Regions from separate parts of the Mus musculus genome. Here all the other regions are linked to region 7. Evidence: chromatin contacts called from public Hi-C, HiChIP or PLAC-seq and promoter capture Hi-C data. All regions are on one chromosome and are shown on one strand. The core of a region is the stretch at or near the end of the contact, and the rest is flanking DNA. Distances in the headings are between cores, read along the strand shown. Region 1 overlaps Rngtt (RNA guanylyltransferase and 5'-phosphatase). Region 2 overlaps Rngtt (RNA guanylyltransferase and 5'-phosphatase). Region 3 overlaps Rngtt (RNA guanylyltransferase and 5'-phosphatase). Region 4 overlaps Rngtt (RNA guanylyltransferase and 5'-phosphatase). Region 5 overlaps Rngtt (RNA guanylyltransferase and 5'-phosphatase). Region 6 overlaps Rngtt (RNA guanylyltransferase and 5'-phosphatase). Region 7 holds the start of Akirin2 (akirin 2).

Region 1 (2,728 bases), core at 164-2,663, 1.1 Mb before region 7:
ACATATATGTGTGTGTGTGTATGTGTATGTGTACACACACACACACACACACACACACACACACACACACACATGCTCCTCTAAGGGTTCCTTTCTGTCCACATCCTTGAATTTTTTAAAAGACTTCTCCATTTCACTTGGAGTCAGGAGTTCATAGTTTCTCTTCTCACCCTGCTGTTTGAATGTAAGGAGAGAAGGAAACTTACATGCTACCTGTTTTTCAGTTGATAAAGTTTTTCATAATTTAGGGGTATTATGTGATACTTCAGACCATGTATAGATTCATGTGTTCAAATCTGAGTAAGCTTATCTGCTTCATCAGACATTAATTTTATGATCAAAGCATTCAGAATCCTTTGTCCTACCTAGCTTTTTTAAACCTGTAATATATTACTATTGTCTGTAATACCTCACTGTGCAATAAAACACTAGGATGTATTTTTAGTACTGTATTACTTAGTACCCCGTGCCAGCTTTCCCTAATATCTCCCTCCTTCTAGCCTTCTTCAGCTTCTATTAACCATGATTCTATTCTCAACTTTTTTTTTTACTTTAAAATTTTTATTGCTGGGCGTGGTGGCTCACGCCTTTAATCCCAGCACTTGGGAGGCAGAGGCAGGCGGATTTCTGAGTTCGAGGCCAGCCTGGTCTACAAAGTGAGTTCCAGGACAGCCAGGGCTATACAGAGAAACCCTGTCTCGGGGGGGAAAAAAAAAAAACAGAAAAAAAAAAAAAGAATAGGTGTCTTATGCATGACATCTTTGTAAAAATTTTTTTTTATTTATTATTAGTGGATAAATATGCAGATGACATGTGCATGCATGTGTCTTGCCGCATGTCTGGGAGTCAGTTGACAACTTTGTGGAGTAGGTTCTCTCCTCCTCTGTTTACATGTGTCCTGGGAACAGAATCTGATGGGCAGCCGTACATCTTCAGGTGCCATTGCTTAAGCCCTCAATTTCTTAATCTTATGACATAGGATTTTACTCTTTAGCCCAAGCTGGCCTGAGCTATATAATCCAGCATGGCCTTAGACTCACAGTAATTCTCCTGCCTCTGCGTCCCAAGTACCGGGATTTTAGGCATGCACGGTCATGCCCAGCTCAACTTCTAGAAGATCAACTTTTTAAGATTGCATTTGTGAGTAAGATCTTGTGATATTATCTTTTTGTCCTTAGTTTATTTTACTTAGCATAGTGATTTTTGTTTCTATTAGTGTTGAGAGAAGCTCTGGGATTTCATTTTTATTAGTGGCAGGATGGCATCTCATTTGCATATGTACCACGCTTTCTTTATGCATCAGCTGATGTAGGTTTAGGTTGTCTCCATTTCTTAGCTGTTATTAACAGAGCTGCACTGGGAGCATGTAATGACAGATCTCTGTTCAACATACTATGATTCATTTCCTTTGATTATATACTTACTTATGGGATTGCTGCATCATGTATTACTTCTGCTTTTTACTTTGTAGAGCAGCCTTGATGCTGTTTTCCTTTATGGCTATATTACTAACTAAATTTCTACCAACAATGTACAGGAGTTTCCCCCTTTTCCATATCCTCATCAATTTTAGGGTTGTTGATGATAACCATTCTTTGTGGGTGAAATAATTCCTAATTGTGGGTTTGAGTTGCATTTCCTTTATAGTATTCTTAATTAACTTTTAAAAATTAGTGTCTGTCTGTCTGTCTTGTCTAAGATCAGGGGCCAACTTTGTGGAAATAATTTTCTCCTTCCATCTCTATATGGTTTCTGGGGGTCAAGCTAAGGTAGCCTGGCTTGTACAGCAAGCACCTTTATTGACCTAGCCGTGTTTTGGGCCCAGCAACATTCATTTATTATCTCTTTGTCCTTGGGATCAGTAGTGATGACTTTTCTTTCATTTATTATGGTAGACTTGTTTCTCTTAATACTTTCATTATAATTTCTGTTGAAATTGTTATTTCTTCTGATTGGTTAAAGACATATTTAACCTCCAGAATGTTCTAAGATGGAAACTTAATAATTTTAGTTATTTTCAAAAAATTATTTCAATGCTATAAATTTTCCTCTACTCACTGTATACTGGCTAGTTTTTATGTTGACCCATCAAGAGCTACAGTCTTTCTGTCTGTCTGTCTGTCTGTGCGTGAGCACATGTATGTACCATATGCAGGTCAGAGGACAATTTTTATGGAGTGTGTTTTCTCCAGTTCTGGGGATTGACCATAATTTGCCAAACGTGTACAACACATGTTTGTTTGTTTGTTTGTTTGAGACAGGTTTTCTCTCTGTAACCCTGGCAGTACTGGAACTCAATGTGGATTAGGATAGATAGACTCACAGAGATCCACTTGCCTCTGCTCATGGGTGCCGAGCTAAAGGCGAGGATCATTAAGCCTGCCCTTACAATCTTTCACCCTATGCCATTTTGTGGCCCTATCCTTTTATTTTTAATTTATTTGCATCTTATATTTAAAATGCTTTCATCTTCTCCCTGTCTTGGTTTGGTGGGGTTTGGTTTTTGATTTTTTTTGAGACAGAGTTTCTCTGTAACGGTGGCTGTTTTAAAACTTATTAAGAAGAACAAGTTGGCATTAAGCTCAGAGATCCTCCTGTCTCTGCCTCCTGTGTGCTGGGTTTAAAGGCATTCACTACACTGCCTGGCTAAAGTGATTTCTTTTAAAGACAGTGTTATAAGTCTTGATTTTTTTTTTTTTCTAATTCAGTCTTTCTTTTATTGATGTAT
Region 2 (2,862 bases), core at 83-2,582, 1.2 Mb before region 7:
TCTCCTCATTAACTCTGGTACTTGTTATGGGTACTGCCTTACTTTCAAAGACTACCCATGCTTAGTGTGCATCTTCATTCTGTTGTTTGGACCAGTCTTCTCCAGTTTGAAGTTTTGTTAGAGTGACTTTATTTTATTTAAAAAAAATCTATATAATCTTTATAGGTATACATTTATAACCTGTCTGCCTGTCTGCCTACCTACCTATTATCTATCTAGTCTAGACTGGCCCTCAATCCCTCTATAACTGAGGATGATATTGAACTTCTGATCTAGGATTTATAGGTATGGATGACCACGCCTGGTTGAATGTTGGGAGAACCAAGCCTTCTCACTTGCTGGGCAAGCACTCCACTAAGAGCCACATCAGAGACATTCTCTGCAATTTGATACTGTCACTTTGAAAACTTATTTCTGACTATTCCTACTATCAACGTTTAAAATGCAAAACCTATTGTTTCCTGGTCATAACTTGTACTTTAAGATACTGCTGAGATGTTTCAAAGAAAAAAAAATCACTTTTTGTTTATTTGCCTTTTAAATCATCCTGTGAGGTACACAGCTGTTTTCTTGAATGAGGACTAGAAATGAGGGAAAGAGATCATTCTCATTGAGCTTGCTTAGTTTTCCCAAATGACTGTTGTTTTTTAGAATCACAGTTCTTAAATTTGTTGGAATTCTTATTTTCTAGTAGAAATTGAGGTCATTGATTCATGACTCCAGTTTTTTTCTGCCTTCCTTTTCTCCTCCTTTCTGCTAAGGATCTTACCATGTAAGCCAGGCTGGCCTCCAATTTGTGATATTCCTGCTTAGCCTTCCAGCATGTAGGATTATAAATATGCTGCTACCCTGCCTGCCTCCTTCTGTCCGTCTGACTGTCCATCCATCTTCTGTTGATTTATTACTGGGTATCATGGACTAGCCTTGAAGTTGCACTGAAGCCTAGGCTGGTCTCAAACTTGTCATCTTCCTACCCCAGCATCCCAAGCGCTGTGACTACAAGCGTGTGTTGCCCTGGCTGTCTCTCCTTCCTTTCCTTTTCCCTGTTGTGTGACAAAACTTTTCTTGGGGAGACATAACACATGTCTATTCACCCCAGATGGGGAGCCTACATCAGACCAAAGTATGGATACTAGCAAAGTCTAACTTAATGAACCAATGAGTTTTACCGGGGTTACTCATGGAAATATGGGTGAGGGGCTACTTACAGGAGCAGAAATGATGCAAAAGATAGCAGTCTCACTAAACCCACCCACTCAACATAGAAGGCAGCTCTTTACAGCTGGGAAACCTGGAGCATACTGCACAGCCTGCAGGCAGCTCAGCAGGTTGGGGAATGTTCTTTCTAAGTGGTTGAGTTGGTTTAAACCTGTTCTAGACAGCTCCACTCTCTCTGCTTGTTCCAGGCAGCTGGTCTGGTCTCAGTCTTTGCAGTTTTTCTCCCTCTCAGAGCCTTCCTTGCAGCTTAGGTTCCTTTTGTGTGAGGGATTTTGGCTTTCATTAGAGTAGCAGGGAGGGGCAGTGAATCTGCTCAGTTTCTGGGACTTGTGAAACTATTCTGAGTTGTTTACCTCCCTGGTTAAGGAACTTCCTACAGGGTGGAATGTTTCTTTCAGTCTGCAAGAAACTTACACAGCACTTGCCCTGCCTTTTTATTTCTAAATTAGATATTTAATGCACCAAAGTTTTCTCTCAATGTGATCTGTCACATAACATTCTACCATAATTTTGTTCTTAGTTCTAAATGCTTTAAAATGTTTGTTTTGATTTTTAAAAATTTATTCTTAAATTCCTAGAAGTTCATTATTTAGGTTCTGAACATTGGACAGCTTTCTGTGTGGTAGTTTAGGGATTACCAAAGTTATATATTTACTTTTAACCTTTTCCCATCATGTATAAATATTTGGGCTCAGCCAGTCTGTCTGTCTGTGTACCTAGTGTTAATCAGTATGAAAATGAATTTCATTTTCTCTAAGATGAATATGTTATATGTATTCAACAAAATTGTAATACTGTTTTTCAGTGTCCAGAATGAGTGTAAGTAGATACTTGACTCATGGTATTTCAGAGATTATTTTCATTTTTATTTATAAGGAGTCAAAGGTTTAATATATAATCAAGTTTTACTTAGGTGAAATTTCTTCCTCATCTGAGAGTGAACTGAAGAAAAATGTATGAATTTTTAAACTGTCCTAAAATTTGGCTAAAATGCATAGTAATGGCTCCAGGAATTCGAGTTTACCACCTCTGCTCACTTGCTGATGTAGGGGAAACAAAACAAAACAAAGAAAAGTCAGAGGGAAATTTTAAGAACATTACAGTAAACTTTGCCTTGTTAATCTTGTTAACTATTTAGTCTAGTCACAGTAAGTGCATTTGCGTTAGTGTACAACCGTCACCAGCTGTCTGTCTCCAGAACTTTCTGCCTTGAAACTCAGCTGGGTGTGGAACACTCATGTGATCTCGCCACTGTGACAGGGAGGCAGGGCGATAGAAGTTTGAGGTCAATCTGGGCTACTTGAGATCCTGCCTCCAAAAACCAAGACCAAGAGCAAAAAGAACAGAGCCCTGAACCGTAAACCACTTAAACTGCTATCTATTGCCTCTGCCCTCCTCAGTCTGTCTGACAGTGAGCAGAACAAGACCGTATATTAACCTTAAAGGAGATAAGCGTGTTCAGACTCTGATATGTTCTGCTTTCACGTTAGAGAGACTGTACACTGTGGAGAAGGAGGGGCCAGCAAAGATGAAGTCACACATTAGGACCCAAGGTCACAGAGTTTAATCCAGTATTTCTACTCTTTCCTGTGTCTCAGTTCTTAAATGTTACAGAAAACTTCATAAATCTAAGCAAGAAGTTAA
Region 3 (2,843 bases), core at 306-2,805, 1.1 Mb before region 7:
CTGAAACTGAGAACACAAGAGTGATGAGCTTTATGACACTTAACTTCCGGTTGCTAGCCAGTAACTAGCTTCTGAAATGCCGAACATGTGCTTTTGCTGACAGCTGTTTTTCAGAGTGTGCCTTTTGGTGTCAGCATGATTCCTTTAGTGAGTTTGCTTGTAAAGTTGCTTAAAATCATAAGCAGAGTTTCTTGTTAAAAGAAATAAAAGAAGATAGAAATAAATGGAAAGCTTTTGAGTAGTCATGGCTCAGGAGAGAATGTTATCAGAATATCCATAGAACTTAACAGCAGTCTTGAGATCCTGCATAAACGGAACAAAACCCTAACAGTGTCTTTTGTAGAAGTAGAAAAAGCTGTGCTAGCATTCACATGGACTCTTAAGGAATTCACTTAGCTGACAAATAGCAAAGTCGCAGGCCTCACACCCCTGGCCTCTATTGCAAAGCTCCAGTGCTTTAAATAGCACACTTGATCACTGACACAGACAAGTAGATCACAGGAACTAGCAAAATAGCGTCCCCCCCAACCCGCCTCAAGATAGATTTAATAGCATATACCTATGATCTCATAGTACATGGAAAATTAAAACTGAAAAATCAGGAATTTGGGGACATGCTGATATATATAAATATATATGGATATTCTGAATATATATATGTATACATATATATGTATATATGTGTGTGTATATATATATATATATACATTTTATATATATATATATCAACTAGAGCAGGCAGTACAGAGAGCATCTGTAGAGGGGTTAAGTTTACAGAGCCTGGGCCTGTAGACCTTGGTTTTGGACCAGTTATTAGACCTGTTGAAAATGCAAATGATCCATCCAATCAAATGCAATATTCATCTAGAGGAAAGACAATTGGAAAGTTTTTATGAAGACACACCCTGACTAATCTAAATTGAAAGCAGCTTCTAAAAATTTGCATCTCTTCATCTTCCTAGGTGGTAGTGAATATGTGGGCAGAAAATGAGAGCATTTCAAATAATGCTAATGAAGTTTAGTGATTACAATCTACCATATTGTAAGAGAGTGTGTGTTGTTAGTTCTGAAGGATGAAGACAGAATTCAAATATTACCATGACTGGCATTTGATTGGAAAAGTGCAGAGATAAGCTTTAGGTTCCTTTTATGAAAACCATCCTCCTAGCCTGATGGAATATCTTCTCAGACGTACCATAGTTACCATGGATACTTGGTGGCTTTGATAGAGTATGTTGTAATCCATATTCAATCATCTGAGGTAAAGAAGCCAAGAAACACACCAGCTAAAGTCAGCATAGTTTCCTTTCTAAATCTATACTCTCTGCAAGAATGAAAGGGGAAAATAGCCCGAGGAGTAAGTTTGGATTTAAAAACTGACTGATTCGATCCTAGTATTTATTTTTATGTAGCTTTTTACCTATAATAAAGATAATGGGGGGTGGGGGTGGCATAGGAATCTACATGATGAGATCTTTCTGAAAGTTGGTGAACCCTAAGCAGTGAACTCATTGTCTGAAAGCCACAGAAACACAGACAGGATTGAAGGCATTGTCCCCATGGTAACATATTTGCATTTGGCCCAGAAGTGGCTGCTTTCTGCTTAGCTTCTTTTAATTGCTATATATTGACAGCCATTTTCACAACTCTGAAGTGTCAGATACATGAGCATGTGTACTGGGAGTGTGCACCATATCTTCAGGCTTGATTAGACACTTCAGATGACAAAGAGCTCCGCTTGAAGAATTACTGAGGTGTTTTTGGCATTTCCTAATGTGTCTGTCACATAGTAGAAGCAAAAAGCCTTTCAAATGATTTAAAATATTTTCATCAATTCTCTTTTAAAACAGGTGACAAAAGAACTAAAACAGTATGACAACAAAATTATAGAATGCAAATTTGAGAACAATAGCTGGGTCTTCATGAGACAGAGGATAGACAAAAGTTTCCCAAATGCCTACAACACAGCCATGGGTGAGTATGAGAGTGACCAATACAGTAAGTTCAGAAAATTATGTCGTCAAAGACCACATGTCCTGTTGATGCTGTCCTGAATAATGGGTTAGGTAGTCAGGCCTGGACCTTGTTAGTTGCTAAAGAGCTGCCCTGTGTGCCCGAAAGGGCAAAAGAGGGAAGGGTGATGGTTGCATACTAGATTAACTTAATGAATTGTTAAAAAAAAAAAAAAGCCATGATAATTTCTGTTCTATTCAAAACTATTAAAACAATTGTTTGCCAGATGGGTAAGAAGCAGAATTAGCAAGGGAAAAATGTAATTTCTAGCTCCTAAAATAACTTTACAAACAATGGAGAGAAAGTAAATGAAAACTGTAAAACATAAGAACTGCCCTGCTATCCTTCAGAATGCTCTTTGGCTGTGGTGTGAATGCCTTGGAGTCATCTCCATGTTTCAGATGTACTGACAGTAGAGGCGGTTTATAAAAGGCTAGATCAGTGCAGTGGGCGGCGGCTCACTTGTCCAGTGTCCACTGCTGGTGGCGATCAGGATCCTGAGAAGCAGGAAGAGGAGAGAGGCAGCCAGTTCACTCTTTCATTTTAAAAGATACTGTTTCACATTCAGGGACCTTTTTTGGAAGTAACATCTATGCTCAGACAAGATGAGTTCATTCCATTCTTTTCTCCCTCTTTCCCAAAACAAACAAATAAAATATCATAAAATGAGAAAATTGGTTTTTTTTTTTTGATTACTCAAGAAAAGATGTTTTGTTTATTAGGCTATTTTATTATATGTTCTTCACCTAAATGATTAAAATAACAATATGGATGGAAGCTACCATGAAAACTTCCTATTCTATAGTGGCATTGGCTATTATTGTTGTATT
Region 4 (2,709 bases), core at 206-2,705, 1.1 Mb before region 7:
TTGTATAAAAAGGGCTTATTTGGATTCTGTTTGGATTATGTTGACTCTATAGATAGATTTGAATAAAATTGAAATTTTAACAGTATTGTGATATGAGTTGCTGGATTTGCTTCCCAGGAGAGGAAGAAAGGCAGGTAGATTTTAATAATATAGGGTCATTTAGTTCACCAAGCAAGATGCATCTCTCTATTTAATCCAGCTTTAATGTCTCCCAGTGATATTTTCTTGTTTTGGTGATCTTGCATAGTTTTACAATGCATAAGCATCTGTATTTTATATTTTTGATACTATTATAAAAGTATTTTTATTTCAGTTTCTGAATGTTTATTGCTAATGTACAAAAGATGATTTTAAACATGTTGACTTTGAATTCTATAGTATTATTACAGTCAATTATTGGTTCTTATAGTGATTTTTGTAGATTTTATAGCATTTCTCTACGTAATTATGTGATCCACTGAAAAAGGCTATCCTTGTCTGATCTTGGGTGCATTTCACTGCAGTGTCTTCATTGTTCTGACTGCAGTCTATAACGCCAAGCTGAACAGTAATGTTTAGAGCAGATATCCTTGGACATCTTCCTATCCTGAAGGGAGCATTCAGTCTTTTGTCAAAACTGTTTCCATAACAATATTAGTTAAGAATTGATCAAGTGGGCTTGAGAGATTGCAGAGGACTAGAGTGTGGTTCCTAGCACTCGGGCAGCTCGTAACTAGCTATGCCTCTGGCTGCAGCAGATCCAGCCTCTCTTCTGGCCTCTGTGGGTACCTAGACACATAAATAGTGAAATCATTTGTAAGAGGTGAGTAATTCTAGTTAGCATTGTTGTAAGAAATGAAAGAAAAAATGGGGCTGGGAGATGACTCAGCAGGTGAAACACTTCCTGTGTGAGTGTGAGGGCCCTGAGTTTGGATCTGCAGCACCACAGAAAGCTGGGTATGCTAGGTTGTGTATAATCCAGTGCTCATGGCGAGATGAGAGGCAGAGTACTCAACTGCAAACATAGGCACCATGTGTGGAAAGTGACACCTCTACCTTCATATGTGTGCTATGGCACATAGGAGAGCATACTTCCATATTTGAACGTGTGTGTCTCTCCTGCCCCACATACACATTAAATACACACCAGAGAGGGAGGGCAATGGAAAAAAAAATAGCAAGGCAGCAATAAAAGGGAAGATTTGAACTTTTTCTTTTTATTTGTTATTGTAACTTTGTTAATGTTTTGTTAATCCCACTGGTTAAGAGTAAGACCACTACCATAAATTTTTGAGCCAAATTTGAAGTAAGCTTTATTAAATGCTGGCCAGGGTGACAGATACTGGTCAGGTCTATACTCAGGAATTACCGTAGAATGGCTACAAACTGTTAGTTCCACGATTAGACATGCCCTTGTTCTTCCTGCCTTTGCCCAGTTGGGGCAGGCATACATCCTGGCATCCATGTGGAACAGTTTGTGGTCAGCAGCTGTTTTCTGCATGGTGTCTGTCAGCCAAGTGGAAATCTGCTGAGATGGATATAGACTGGGCACAGAAGTTAGTTTAGGAATATAAAGGAAAGTCTTACATTTGGAACTTTCAGGCCGATAGTCCTTGTAGTTGGAGGAGGGAGGTGTCCCAAGGAGGGGAGGCTTGCACAATCACCCCCCCAGGAGCGAGCAGGTAGGGAAGGTAGGAAACTTAGCCTGTACTTATCTGGAGTCTGTTTGACCTGTGAGAGGTGGTTCCAACTTGTATGGTTTCCTCAACTCCTTGAAGCTTACATACATTTTTTAGTTTACAAAGAAATAAAAGTTCTAGCTATAATAGCATTACCACTGTTTGTAACCTGTACTAAAATCTACAGTGTGGAGAAAGCAGCTAACAGGTGTCTCTGTAAAACAGCTGGAGTAGACTCGTGCCTTTGTGTCATAGCAAAAGCTATGTCCTGACTTAAAAAGCATGGAAATTCCTTTCTCTGTCCAGAGAGTTGGATTTGTATGGATTGGACAGAGGTGTTTTTAGCTTGAGGAGAAGCACTTTTTAAAAGATTTATTTATTTATTTATTTCATGTATGTAAGTACACTGTCTCTGTCTTCAGACACGTCAGAAGAGGGCATCAGATCCCCATTACAGATGGTGTGAGCCACCATGGGGTTGCTGGGAATTGAACTCAGGACCTCTTGGAAAAGCAGTCAGTGAGTGCTCTTAACCACTGCACCATCTCTCCAGCCCTGGAGAAGCTCTTTTAAGTCTGTACTTTGAAGGTAACAAAAGGAAAAGTGAAATCTTGAGCTTGTGATTGATAGTAGTAGTAGTGCTTACCAGCTTACCAAACTTCACTGATCAAGGCTAAAACTCTGACATTTAGAAACCTTAATATAACAATAGCATAAAGAGGAGGGAGGAAATCTGAAACATTCTTATTACTTAAGTCTTTCTTATGCTTCTACAACTTGTATTACATACCTTAAAACAGTTTCTTAGACACTCAGAATTACTTACACTTTGACGTCCTCAGACCTTTACATGCCTTATAACACTTTCTTAGGGCCTCAGAACTTAAATATATGTAAAGCCTTTTAATTTCATCTAGTTGTTTATCCGAGACACAAGTAATTATTATTGAGAGCAGTCATTGCAAAGCAAGTTCTTTTAAATAAAGGAATAGTAAAAAAAATTACTTTTGAAACTTGTTTAGTCTTTACTATAAAGTCTGCTAGCAAGGCA
Region 5 (2,895 bases), core at 225-2,724, 1.2 Mb before region 7:
GAGCTTTGCTTTTAGAATATATTTTTGGTATTTAGTTTCTAATGCTAGAAAGAGCCTTATTAAACAACTGATTTTTAAAAGTTCTTTTTAGATAGGCTGTCAGTATATAGCCTAGCTAGCCTCAAACTTACTGTGTAGCCCAGGCTGGTCTTAAACTTGTGGACTTCCTGCCTCAGCTACCATAGTGCTGGAATGACAGGTATCATCACAGCTGATACTAGAAGTGTGTTTTCTTTTTAAAGATTTATTTTATGTGTATGAGTGTTTTGCTTGCATGTATGTGTAACACTTGCATGTCTTTTGCTTGCATGTATGTGTGTGTAACACTTGTATGTCTTGTGTCCATGGGAGTATGAAATGGTGTTGGATGCCCTGGGACTGGAGTTCCAGATAGTTGTGAGCTGCCCTGTGGCTGCTTGGAATTAAACCAGGGTCCTTCTGCAAGAATAGTCAGTGTTCTCAACCGTTGGCTTTCTCTTCAGTCCCCGCTCCCACACAGTGATGTCTGTCTGTCTATCTATCTATCTATCTATCTATCTATCTATCTATCTATCTATCTATCTATCTAAATCACTTGTAATATTTTTCTTCCTCTTCCCAAGTGCCTTGCTTGCCAAGTCTTGGCCAGAAGGTTGAACTTTGCAACTTGTAGACCAGATTTTCTTACTCTTTATTAGCCAAAGTTGTTATATAGTTTTATTGATACTACTGGCAGTAGCCCTTTGTACCTGAAACTAATTTAGTATACATTTAGACTAATGTTTTAGTTTTAAAAAGTATAAAAACCCAAGCCTAGAAGATTTTATAGACTTTCCTAGAGTACACCATTTGTTTTTTTTAGCTTTGAGACTGGGTCTTATTATATAGCCTAAGGTAGCCTTAGAATTATAATCTCTTTGCCTGAGCCCCCTCTGTAACTGGTAGGTTATAGATGTCACTAGTACAGCAGGTGGACAGACTGTTTCTGTTTAATATGAATTTTCCTAGGCTTGTGAAAATAAATTGTTTCTGTTTAATATGAATCTTCTTAGGTTTGTGAGAATAAATTGATTTATTTCTTTGTAAATATGTTTGTCCTCTAATTATATGTGTGTGTATAGACTTATACACACTTATATATTTATTGTAATTTTTTCCTCTTTTCTTTAAAGGGAGCTATTTTCTTGGAAGGCATAACTGTTAAAGGTGTAACTCAAGTAACAACTCAACCCAAGTTAGGAGAGGTGCAGCAGAAATGTCATCAGTTCTGTGGCTGGGAAGGGTAAGAAGTATTTTCAAGTTTTAAATAAAATTTATTCTTTGTGTAACACAGCTAATGCAGACATTAATTGGGCATTTTTGCTTCTTAAAGTTAGTGTGAACATTGAGGGCTTAAGAGGATTTCAGGTTTTTTCAAGGAAATCTGTAAAGGTCATGCTGAGTCAGGGTCCTATGACTCAGCTCTTCCTGGAGAATGCAGCACTGCTGTTGTCAGCAGAGTTTTTCTTTGATCCCTTTGTGTCTGCTGCTGCTGACTAATGTCAGACTGATCTTACCAGTGGAGAATAACAGGGGAAGACTCCCAGTGTCCACCTCTGCTTGCACTGTGCTTCCCCTCAAATTTAGTACGCATGACCTGAAGGGCAAAGCAGGTGTGTTTTATACTTCACAGCCTGGGGCAGGTGTGTCTCATACTTCAGAGAAAAGCTTGAATTTTAGCTTAATTACCTTAACAGTACCAGACCCGAGGGCACCCCTGGCCCCTTCCCCTCTCCTACTGCTGGGATTATAGCACTTGCTTCCAGGCTTGGCTTTTACATGGGTGCTGGAAACCCTAACACTTCCTTTTTACATAACAGGCATTTAGCCACTGAGTTCCCTCTCCAGTCCTATATAATAACATTCTTAAATTAGCCCAATATTTATATTACAACAGTGGCAATTTAGTCCATTGTAAACTTGTATTTTAAAATGTCAAGAAATTGTTAAACTTTTTTTCCCCTGAGACTGTGTATCTGTCTTGAAGCTCACTCTGTAGATCAGGCTGGCCTTGAATCCATACATCTACCTGCTTCTGCCTTCCTGAGTGTTAGGATTAATGGTATGCACCACTACTCCTGGCTGAGAATGATAGTCTTCTGTTAGAACTTTTGTGATAGTTGATGTTACTCCATTTGAAACTACTCTCATGATAGGAAGAACATTGTGATCAACATGTGAGACATTTGAGATTGGTTTAACACAAGATTGCATTATATGAGTTGTAGCCATGACAGAGTAATTAATGTTCTTTCTTTAAGGTCTGGGTTCCCTGGAGCACAGCCTGTCTCCATGGACAAGCAAAATATTAGACTTTTAGAGCAGAAGCCTTATAAAGTAAGCTGGAAAGCAGACGGCACTCGGTAAGTTCCACTACTAAAAAATAATTACAGAAATAACTAATGCTTGAAGAATGAATATTGCATTATTAGGGAGAGTGAGTTCCTCAGGACTTGAGTTTCTGACTTGAACAGCAAAATAAATGTGTTTCAGAAATTACATAGCTTTTATTTTATTGGTATTCTAAGCTGTATAAGCAGTTTTAGTTCGTTCTGCTGAATAGTTGGCTTCAGATTTCTGTTAGTTTTGTATACGTCTAAATGAATTTTAACAGCTTTTTGAGAAAGGATTTCTTTGTAGCCTAGGCTAGCCTCACCTACTCTGAATCTGCAGCAGTCCTATTGCAGGGGTTAAGGTATGAGCCATCAGACCTGTTTATACTGCATGCATGGGAAGAACATGTAGGCCACAGTATAAAAAGCCGCAAGAGTGGATCTGGAATTCAGCCATATGGACTATTTTTATTTATTTTATGTATGTGAGTACACTGTTGCTCTCTGCAGACACACCAGAAGAGGGAGGGCATCAGATCCCATT
Region 6 (2,700 bases), core at 98-2,597, 1.1 Mb before region 7:
TGGTGTTCTCGGGTCCCTTACTAACTGGACATATTGGCCCCACCCCTAGGATATTCTCAGCCATGGATCCCTACTTGCTGAGGTCCAAAACACTTGTTTACATTTGGAGAGTGCTGCGAGCCCCGCCTATGGTAGCCTTGCCAAGTAATAGGCCATGGGGGAGCACACTGCAGCTCTGAGCACTGAGGTCTATTGTTTTAACACAGGACATACAGTGCTTCTCAAATGACCTGTGGGAGAGCCTGGCACTGTGTGTGTGGGTCTGGGTCTGGGTCTGGGTCTGGGTGTGTGTCTGGGTGTGTGTCTGGGTGTGTGTCTGGGTGTCTGGGTCTGTCTGTCTGTCATTCTTGAGAGACTGATTTATTAACTGACTTGTGCATTTTTACTCTTGGACTATCTGTATTAAGTCCATGTAGGAATTTCCTTTATTCAGTCTCTGGTAGTTCACCATCATCAACCTATACCAGCTGGTTAGTTGGTGATTAATGATTTTCCATTTAGTCTGACACAGTTCATTAGTAACAGTGCAGTCCCATACAAGAGTACTTCCATTTCGTATAGCTCCATCACTCTAGACATCTCATCTCCACTTAGTAATATCTGATGATCCACATACCATGTGCATGTTGCTTTACTCCATTCATCACCCATTAGTGACTCTCCATTTAGTGGTCTTGGGACAAGGAGGCACTGCTTAAAGGGTAGGTGGTAATAGAGGCTAACTTCATCTCCCTCACCGTCAGCGCTGAAAAGCCAGTGCTCCTGAACTTCATGTGTTATTTCTCTTGATCAAAGGTGTGAGTGAAGTCGCGCTCTAAATCACATACTCAGCTCTCAGTTTCTCGTTCAGCTTGAAGCTCTCAGAGTCATCAGAGTCATCTCACAGTCAAGCTTGTCAAGAAAGCTTTCAGTCGAAACAGCAGTTTCCTTTCTCAGCAGTCCCTCTGCTCTTCTCCCAATGCTGAGGAGTCCAGTTCACTGCTTGGGTTTTGTTGTTTTGTTTTGGGGGTTTCGGTTGGTTGTTTTGTTTTGTTTTTGCACTACAGTTGTATCCTGCTCAATGTGTTAGGTATGAATGAGATCTGCATTTCAGTGCCAGCAAAGGAGGAAGGTCACTGAACATTTGGAGGTTGAAGATTATGTGAGGTGAAGAGAGCAGATAAGACCCACGGTATTCACCAATGTATAGGCTGGTTGGCAGGCACACAGGCAGACATAGGCACACACACAGGCCTGCAGATAAACACACACAAGAAGGCTGGCAAAAGCAGAAAAGGTCTCTGCCCTCTGACCTCAAGCCACATTTATAGGGAATCACACAAATGTGGCACTCTGCCAAGAATAGTTATATAACATTACATCACTCTTTACTTTGGGGTTCCCTGGACATCAGGTATCAGCTATTTTATGCTGACTCATAGACCCCATGTCCAGTCCCAGCTGTGTTCTAGCTGACTCATCCCTGATATCCACATTAGTGCCGTGTTGTCATCTAAACATAACCTGGCCTTGCAGTTTCCTGTTTCCAACACCCTTAATTGTCTCTTAATGTCAAAGCTATCATAGGTTTTAACAGTTTAGAATTGCATTTCAGTTTTTTGAAAATCAGCTGGTAGGAAATTAGATGTATAAATAAATACCCTGTGTATTTGAGTATTAATTAGTTCATAAAACAGAAGTTAATCCCATTTGCAGAATTTTCTTTCAACAAGGTACGTCAATTATGGTTGGTACAGTGAAAGAGTTTCACATTTTTTAGCTGAAAGTTGAGTATGAACACAGTTGAAATTAAAACGTTTTAATGTTTTTCCACCAGTGTTTCTTGGAGTTAGTTTGATGACTCACTATTGGTTTTAGCTGCAAAGTGAAGTACAGAAGAGTTGCAGAGAGAAGGAACAGATGTTCTTTAAGTTTCAGAATGAGTGGGTTGGTTGCATAGCACAGGGTGATAGGACAATACAAAAGGCTGTAAGCACTACTGTTCCCATAGTGATGATGGCTTAGCAAAAGGATGAATGGAGTGGAGTGCACATGGTATCATCAGATGTTACTAAGTGGAGATGTCTAGAGTGATGGAGCTACAAGAAATGGAAGTACTCTTGTATGGGACTGCACTGTTACTGATGAACTGTCCCAGACTATTGGATCCAGCCCCAGGCATTTTTAGAAGTTACCTTTCTCCGAAATAACGGAAATCCTAAGTAAAATTCAATAGTTAAAGCTCACAACTGATACCTGTAGGCTTAAATTTTTAAAAACTACTTTTAATAAGGGTTCTCAATGTCTTCAATCCTTCTTCTAACCCCCTGTCCAAAGGAAGGGGAGAAAAGATGGTAAATAGGACAAGGGGATGTGGATCTGTTTAGAAGTAGTTCATTGGGGCAATTCCAATCTCTGTCGTCAGGATACCAGGCATGAATCAGCAGCAGTGTCACGATCTAGCCTAAAAGCCAGGAGAAGTTCTCTGCTGTGCCTCTCTCAATAAAGTGAAGAGCAGCAAAGGCATGGGACCTACTAATGGTTGCACAGCTAGCTCAGTGCAAGCGAGCCTTCACTGTCTGTTGAGTTCTATGTGTACTCTCTCCAAACATCAAGTCCTCAACAAAACACCATGTGTGCCTGTGTTACATGACACAGCCAGAATCCCCTTCACATACTGTCCTAGTCAGGGTTTGTATTCCTGCACAAACATGACCAAGA
Region 7 (2,860 bases), core at 253-2,752:
TTCCACACAATCTCAATGTCCTGTCTTGTGGCTCCCTTTTACCTTCCGTGCCACCTGTGGTCAAATCTTAGTGGACAAAAGGAGAGGCTGCTGTTTAGTTGCTAGGGTGCTTGATTGACCCCTGGCAATATATAAACGATGTATGATGGCACACGCCAATCATCTTAACCTTAGTTCTCAGGAGGTAGAGGTGGGAGGGTCAAAAGTTCAAGGTCATCTTTGGCTACCCAGTGAATTTGATATCAGATCTTATCTCCAAAGGAAAAAAAAAAGTCAAGAACTTTTCTTATTCTGCTCTTACATAAAGTATGAACGTCCAGTCAGTTTCAGCACAATAACAGATTTCCTGGAGTTTTTATAATTTAATAAACACATCCTTAGTACAAGTCTTAGTTAAGTGACTGTTTCATAGAATGCTGGTCTTTCTCAAAAGATACTTTCTAAGAACTATATTCTAAATTAAAATAAGTGTGACAGAGTTGCTTATACAGTGTGATCAAGAAAGCTGATCTTTGTGGTGGTGAACAATTCTAAACAAATGGATATATAGAGAGGTATTGTCCAAAACAACTATAAAGCAGCCACATATGTTGATTTCTGAGTAAGCAGAAAAGAGTGAGCATTAGGCGTATTAATACTTATAATCTTGGTGGAGAGCTAGCATCCACAGGCAGAAGATATAAAGTATCTACATAAATTACTTCATCAGTGCTGTAGTCGATCCCTATTTTAGATAGTTGATGAAAAAACAAATTTTAGAAATATTTCTTCCCACTTTGCTAATAAAGATGGGTCCTGCTCCCTAGGCATTTATTTGCTTGCCTTTCCCTAGACCCCACCCAGCCTTCCAAACTCAACAAATTTCTGGTGTTGATCGCTCTCTGCTCATAGTAAACAATTGACTTTGTGCTCCTTTTCAGCTATGCAGAATTTAATAAGCAAACAAGTACCTATCTGGGAAGCGCAAAGCACAGACTTCAAAGATCCTGTAATCTGATATTATTACTGTCGTTCTGTCTCGAGGACCCAAATTGGTGTTTTCATTATTTCCTATCTCCTCCATGTGACAGATTTGGTTTTTTGGCGCTCCTGACAGCTAAATTAATCTCTCTCCAAATATTAGACTGGCTCTTTGTTATATCCCGTTTAAGTCACTATGCCAAATCTTCACAGGGTCTCTAAAGTGCTTAGCTTGCTTTTCCAATGGGTTCGCTTCCTCTTCCCCACTGTCTCACAGGCTCTCCTTTCTCTTCCTTAGGTCTTTTTTTTTTTTTTTTTTTTTTAAACTCTCTTACTTATGAGGGGGTATTTAAATTCCAACCCGGAACTTGGGATCGTGCGCCTTGGATGACGGGAGTCGTAGTTTCTGTGACTTCTGGGTAACCGCCTTTCAGGCCGATCCCTGCCCTTCACGAAACCCCACAAATCCCAGAATGCACTCTGGCGGGCCCGCCCCCGGTGCGCAGGCGCCCTGGGGCCGCAGGATTTGAATCGGCGGCGTTGTTATTGACGCCATATTGGGGCCGGCGGCGGGTGGCAGAGTTGTTCCGTGGAGAAGAGAGGGTCGAGTGCATTGCTTAGCTCTGTACGGCCGGGCTACCTCGCAGCTCCCGCGCGTGGCCGCCACTCACGAGCTTCCGTCTGCACCGGCGTGTCGGAGATCGCGTCTGGGTCGCGCCACTGGCCGGGTCCACTTCCGAAGGGAGCGGGTCTCCGCGCAGGAGCCCCGGCGCGCTCAGCCCGAGCGCACGGCGGGGGCGGCCCGGCCTCTCGGGAGCGGCCCCGAGCCGGCGGCGCGACCCTCGCGCCTCGCCCGCCTGCCCTGTCGCGGCTCCGCCGTCCCGGGCCCCACACCCACCGGGCACCTCGGAGGGCCCGTTTGCCCCCGTCCTTCCCGGCCCCGCCCGAGCCGAGCCTCGGCCGCCCGCCACCATGGCGTGCGGAGCCACTCTGAAAAGGACTCTGGATTTCGACCCGCTGCTGAGCCCCGCATCTCCGAAGCGGAGGCGGTGCGCGCCTTTGTCGGCGCCGGCTTCGGCTGCCGCCTCCCCTGCCGCCGCCACCGCCGCCGCCGCCGCCTCGGCCGCGGCCGCCTCGCCGCAGAAGTATCTCCGGATGGAGCCTTCCCCCTTCGGCGACGTCTCTTCCCGGCTCACCACAGGTGGGCCTCGGCCCCGGGGCTGCCGGGGTGGGCTGCGGCCGGGAGCTTGGGTGCGGACACAAAGGGAAGGAAGGGCCTGAACCGAGGTGGGGGTGGTGTCGGCAGGTTGGGTGGGTACGAGTCGGGTTGGCCGGCATTGTGGGGGTCCCTCATTGTGAGGCAGATCATTTGGGGCTAGATCCCTAGAATCGTTTCCTTATGTAGAGCCCCAGCGGAAATGATCAGAGAGGGTGATATTATTCATAAGTCAGGCGAGAGAAGGGTCACATTTCACCCGAATCTCCGGGTCTCTTGGGCTGAATCGATTGGTTGCAGCTATTAACTCAGTGACTGAGTGGTTTGAGGCGAGAAGGCAGCCCCTCCTCCATTTTAGACTTGGCTGGTTTTAGTATAGAAGGGGTGGGGTTTGGAGGGGGATGGATGTCACTGGGGCGAGTTGTAGGCCTGTCATTAATCACCCACAAGAACGCCACTTTGGCTGAGTCAAGACCTGTTTCCCTAGCAGGGTCAACAACAAAGCAAATGTTCTTCCCGAGTACTGTAATGTGATCTCACTATGCGTCCAGTCCTTAAGAGATCCTGAACTTTTAATGAAAAGGAAGGTGTACTTCAAATTGAGACTGACTAGTTTATTTGTAAATGCTTTAGTTATCCCAATGAAGTATGTTGGGAGAAAACAACCTAGCCTCGAGAGTAACG

What was found. Promoter capture Hi-C pulls out the DNA fragments that hold promoters and counts their contacts. Hi-C and Micro-C count contacts between places; a contact is called where the count stands out from the background. HiChIP or PLAC-seq counts read pairs in DNA pulled down with a chosen protein or histone mark.
Region 1: a contact with region 7 is called in a promoter capture Hi-C map of the HPC-7 cell line. The contact joins the enhancer-like site here to the promoter of Akirin2 in region 7. A contact is called at or near these places in 15 of 39 promoter capture datasets (the 3T3-L1 cell line, 3T3-L1-derived adipocytes, the C10 cell line and 11 more), 18 of 115 datasets of contacts at active chromatin or transcription factors (the 230-238 cell line, the SCID.adh cell line, acute myeloid leukemia and 13 more) and 1 of 9 other capture datasets (embryonic stem cells).
Region 2: an H3K27ac HiChIP or PLAC-seq map of embryonic stem cells shows a contact between it and region 7, with 13 times the contacts expected there. The contact joins the enhancer-like site here to the promoter of Akirin2 in region 7. A contact is called at or near these places in 14 of 39 promoter capture datasets (the 3T3-L1 cell line, 3T3-L1-derived adipocytes, the C10 cell line and 8 more), 1 of 15 datasets of contacts at CTCF or cohesin (large pre-B cells), 5 of 484 Hi-C or Micro-C datasets (B cells, CD4 T cells, liver and 2 more), 16 of 115 datasets of contacts at active chromatin or transcription factors (the 230-238 cell line, T-cell acute lymphoblastic leukemia, astrocytes and 9 more) and 2 of 9 other capture datasets (embryonic stem cells and macrophages).
Region 3: a contact with region 7 is called in an H3K4me3 HiChIP or PLAC-seq map of stem cell-derived neural progenitor cells, with 5 times the contacts expected there. The contact joins the enhancer-like site here to the promoter of Akirin2 in region 7. A contact is called at or near these places in 10 of 39 promoter capture datasets (the HPC-7 cell line, cranial neural crest, embryonic stem cells and 5 more) and 9 of 115 datasets of contacts at active chromatin or transcription factors (the 230-238 cell line, astrocytes, differentiating embryonic stem cells and 5 more).
Region 4: a promoter capture Hi-C map of pre-B cells shows a contact between it and region 7, with 6 times the contacts expected there. The contact joins the enhancer-like site here to the promoter of Akirin2 in region 7. A contact is called at or near these places in 8 of 39 promoter capture datasets (the 3T3-L1 cell line, the C10 cell line, HPC-7-derived erythroid cells and 4 more) and 13 of 115 datasets of contacts at active chromatin or transcription factors (the 230-238 cell line, the NIH/3T3 cell line, the SCID.adh cell line and 8 more).
Region 5: a contact with region 7 is called in a promoter capture Hi-C map of the HPC-7 cell line, with 10 times the contacts expected there. The contact joins the enhancer-like site here to the promoter of Akirin2 in region 7. A contact is called at or near these places in 12 of 39 promoter capture datasets (the 3T3-L1 cell line, the C10 cell line, the HPC-7 cell line and 6 more), 14 of 115 datasets of contacts at active chromatin or transcription factors (the 230-238 cell line, the NIH/3T3 cell line, acute myeloid leukemia and 9 more) and 2 of 9 other capture datasets (adipose tissue and pancreatic islet).
Region 6: a Hi-C map of Th1 cells shows a contact between it and region 7, with 5 times the contacts expected there. The contact joins the enhancer-like site here to the promoter of Akirin2 in region 7. A contact is called at or near these places in 6 of 39 promoter capture datasets (cranial neural crest, embryonic stem cells, liver and 2 more), 1 of 484 Hi-C or Micro-C datasets (Th1 cells) and 15 of 115 datasets of contacts at active chromatin or transcription factors (the 230-238 cell line, the NIH/3T3 cell line, the SCID.adh cell line and 12 more).

What each region holds. Positions count from the first base shown.
Region 1 is chr4:33,418,443-33,421,170 of GRCm38.p6, forward strand. All of the region lies in intron 13 of Rngtt (RNA guanylyltransferase and 5'-phosphatase), which reads left to right. Among named protein-coding and RNA genes, the nearest start is that of Mir8118, 18 kb to the right of the region's middle. Within about 2 kb of position 1,414, at least 5 of the 459 cell types and tissues checked have an H3K27ac peak or open chromatin away from gene starts, as enhancers often do. A contact at or near this core is called in the HPC-7 cell line, where this site is marked.
Region 2 is chr4:33,376,454-33,379,315 of GRCm38.p6, forward strand. All of the region lies in intron 11 of Rngtt (RNA guanylyltransferase and 5'-phosphatase), which reads left to right. Among named protein-coding and RNA genes, the nearest start is that of Mir8118, 60 kb to the right of the region's middle. Within about 2 kb of position 1,333, at least 19 of the 459 cell types and tissues checked have an H3K27ac peak or open chromatin away from gene starts, as enhancers often do. A contact at or near this core is called in differentiating embryonic stem cells and embryonic stem cells, where this site is marked.
Region 3 is chr4:33,497,101-33,499,943 of GRCm38.p6, forward strand. Rngtt (RNA guanylyltransferase and 5'-phosphatase) reads left to right here. Exons shown (of 16, transcript NM_011884.3): 15 at 1,851-1,974. Among named protein-coding and RNA genes, the nearest start is that of Gm52726, 11 kb to the right of the region's middle. Within about 2 kb of position 1,556, at least 22 of the 459 cell types and tissues checked have an H3K27ac peak or open chromatin away from gene starts, as enhancers often do. A contact at or near this core is called in stem cell-derived neural progenitor cells, where this site is marked.
Region 4 is chr4:33,445,631-33,448,339 of GRCm38.p6, forward strand. The region is part of intron 14 of Rngtt (RNA guanylyltransferase and 5'-phosphatase); the gene reads left to right. Among named protein-coding and RNA genes, the nearest start is that of Mir8118, 8.9 kb to the left of the region's middle. Within about 2 kb of position 1,456, at least 40 of the 459 cell types and tissues checked have an H3K27ac peak or open chromatin away from gene starts, as enhancers often do. A contact at or near this core is called in the NIH/3T3 cell line, the SCID.adh cell line, epiblast stem cells and 1 more, where this site is marked.
Region 5 is chr4:33,336,712-33,339,606 of GRCm38.p6, forward strand. It overlaps Rngtt (RNA guanylyltransferase and 5'-phosphatase), which reads left to right. Exons shown (of 16, transcript NM_011884.3): 7 at 1,152-1,261; 8 at 2,280-2,381. Among named protein-coding and RNA genes, the nearest start is that of Rngtt, 28 kb to the left of the region's middle. Within about 2 kb of position 1,475, at least 102 of the 459 cell types and tissues checked have an H3K27ac peak or open chromatin away from gene starts, as enhancers often do. A contact at or near this core is called in the HPC-7 cell line, the NIH/3T3 cell line, differentiating embryonic stem cells and 2 more, where this site is marked.
Region 6 is chr4:33,465,889-33,468,588 of GRCm38.p6, forward strand. All of the region lies in intron 14 of Rngtt (RNA guanylyltransferase and 5'-phosphatase), which reads left to right. Among named protein-coding and RNA genes, the nearest start is that of Mir8118, 29 kb to the left of the region's middle. Within about 2 kb of position 1,348, at least 93 of the 459 cell types and tissues checked have an H3K27ac peak or open chromatin away from gene starts, as enhancers often do. A contact at or near this core is called in the NIH/3T3 cell line, Th1 cells, epiblast stem cells and 1 more, where this site is marked.
Region 7 is chr4:34,549,113-34,551,972 of GRCm38.p6, forward strand. Akirin2 (akirin 2) reads left to right here and starts at 1,503. Exons shown (of 5, transcript NM_001007589.3): 1 at 1,503-2,161. The coding sequence starts at 1,933.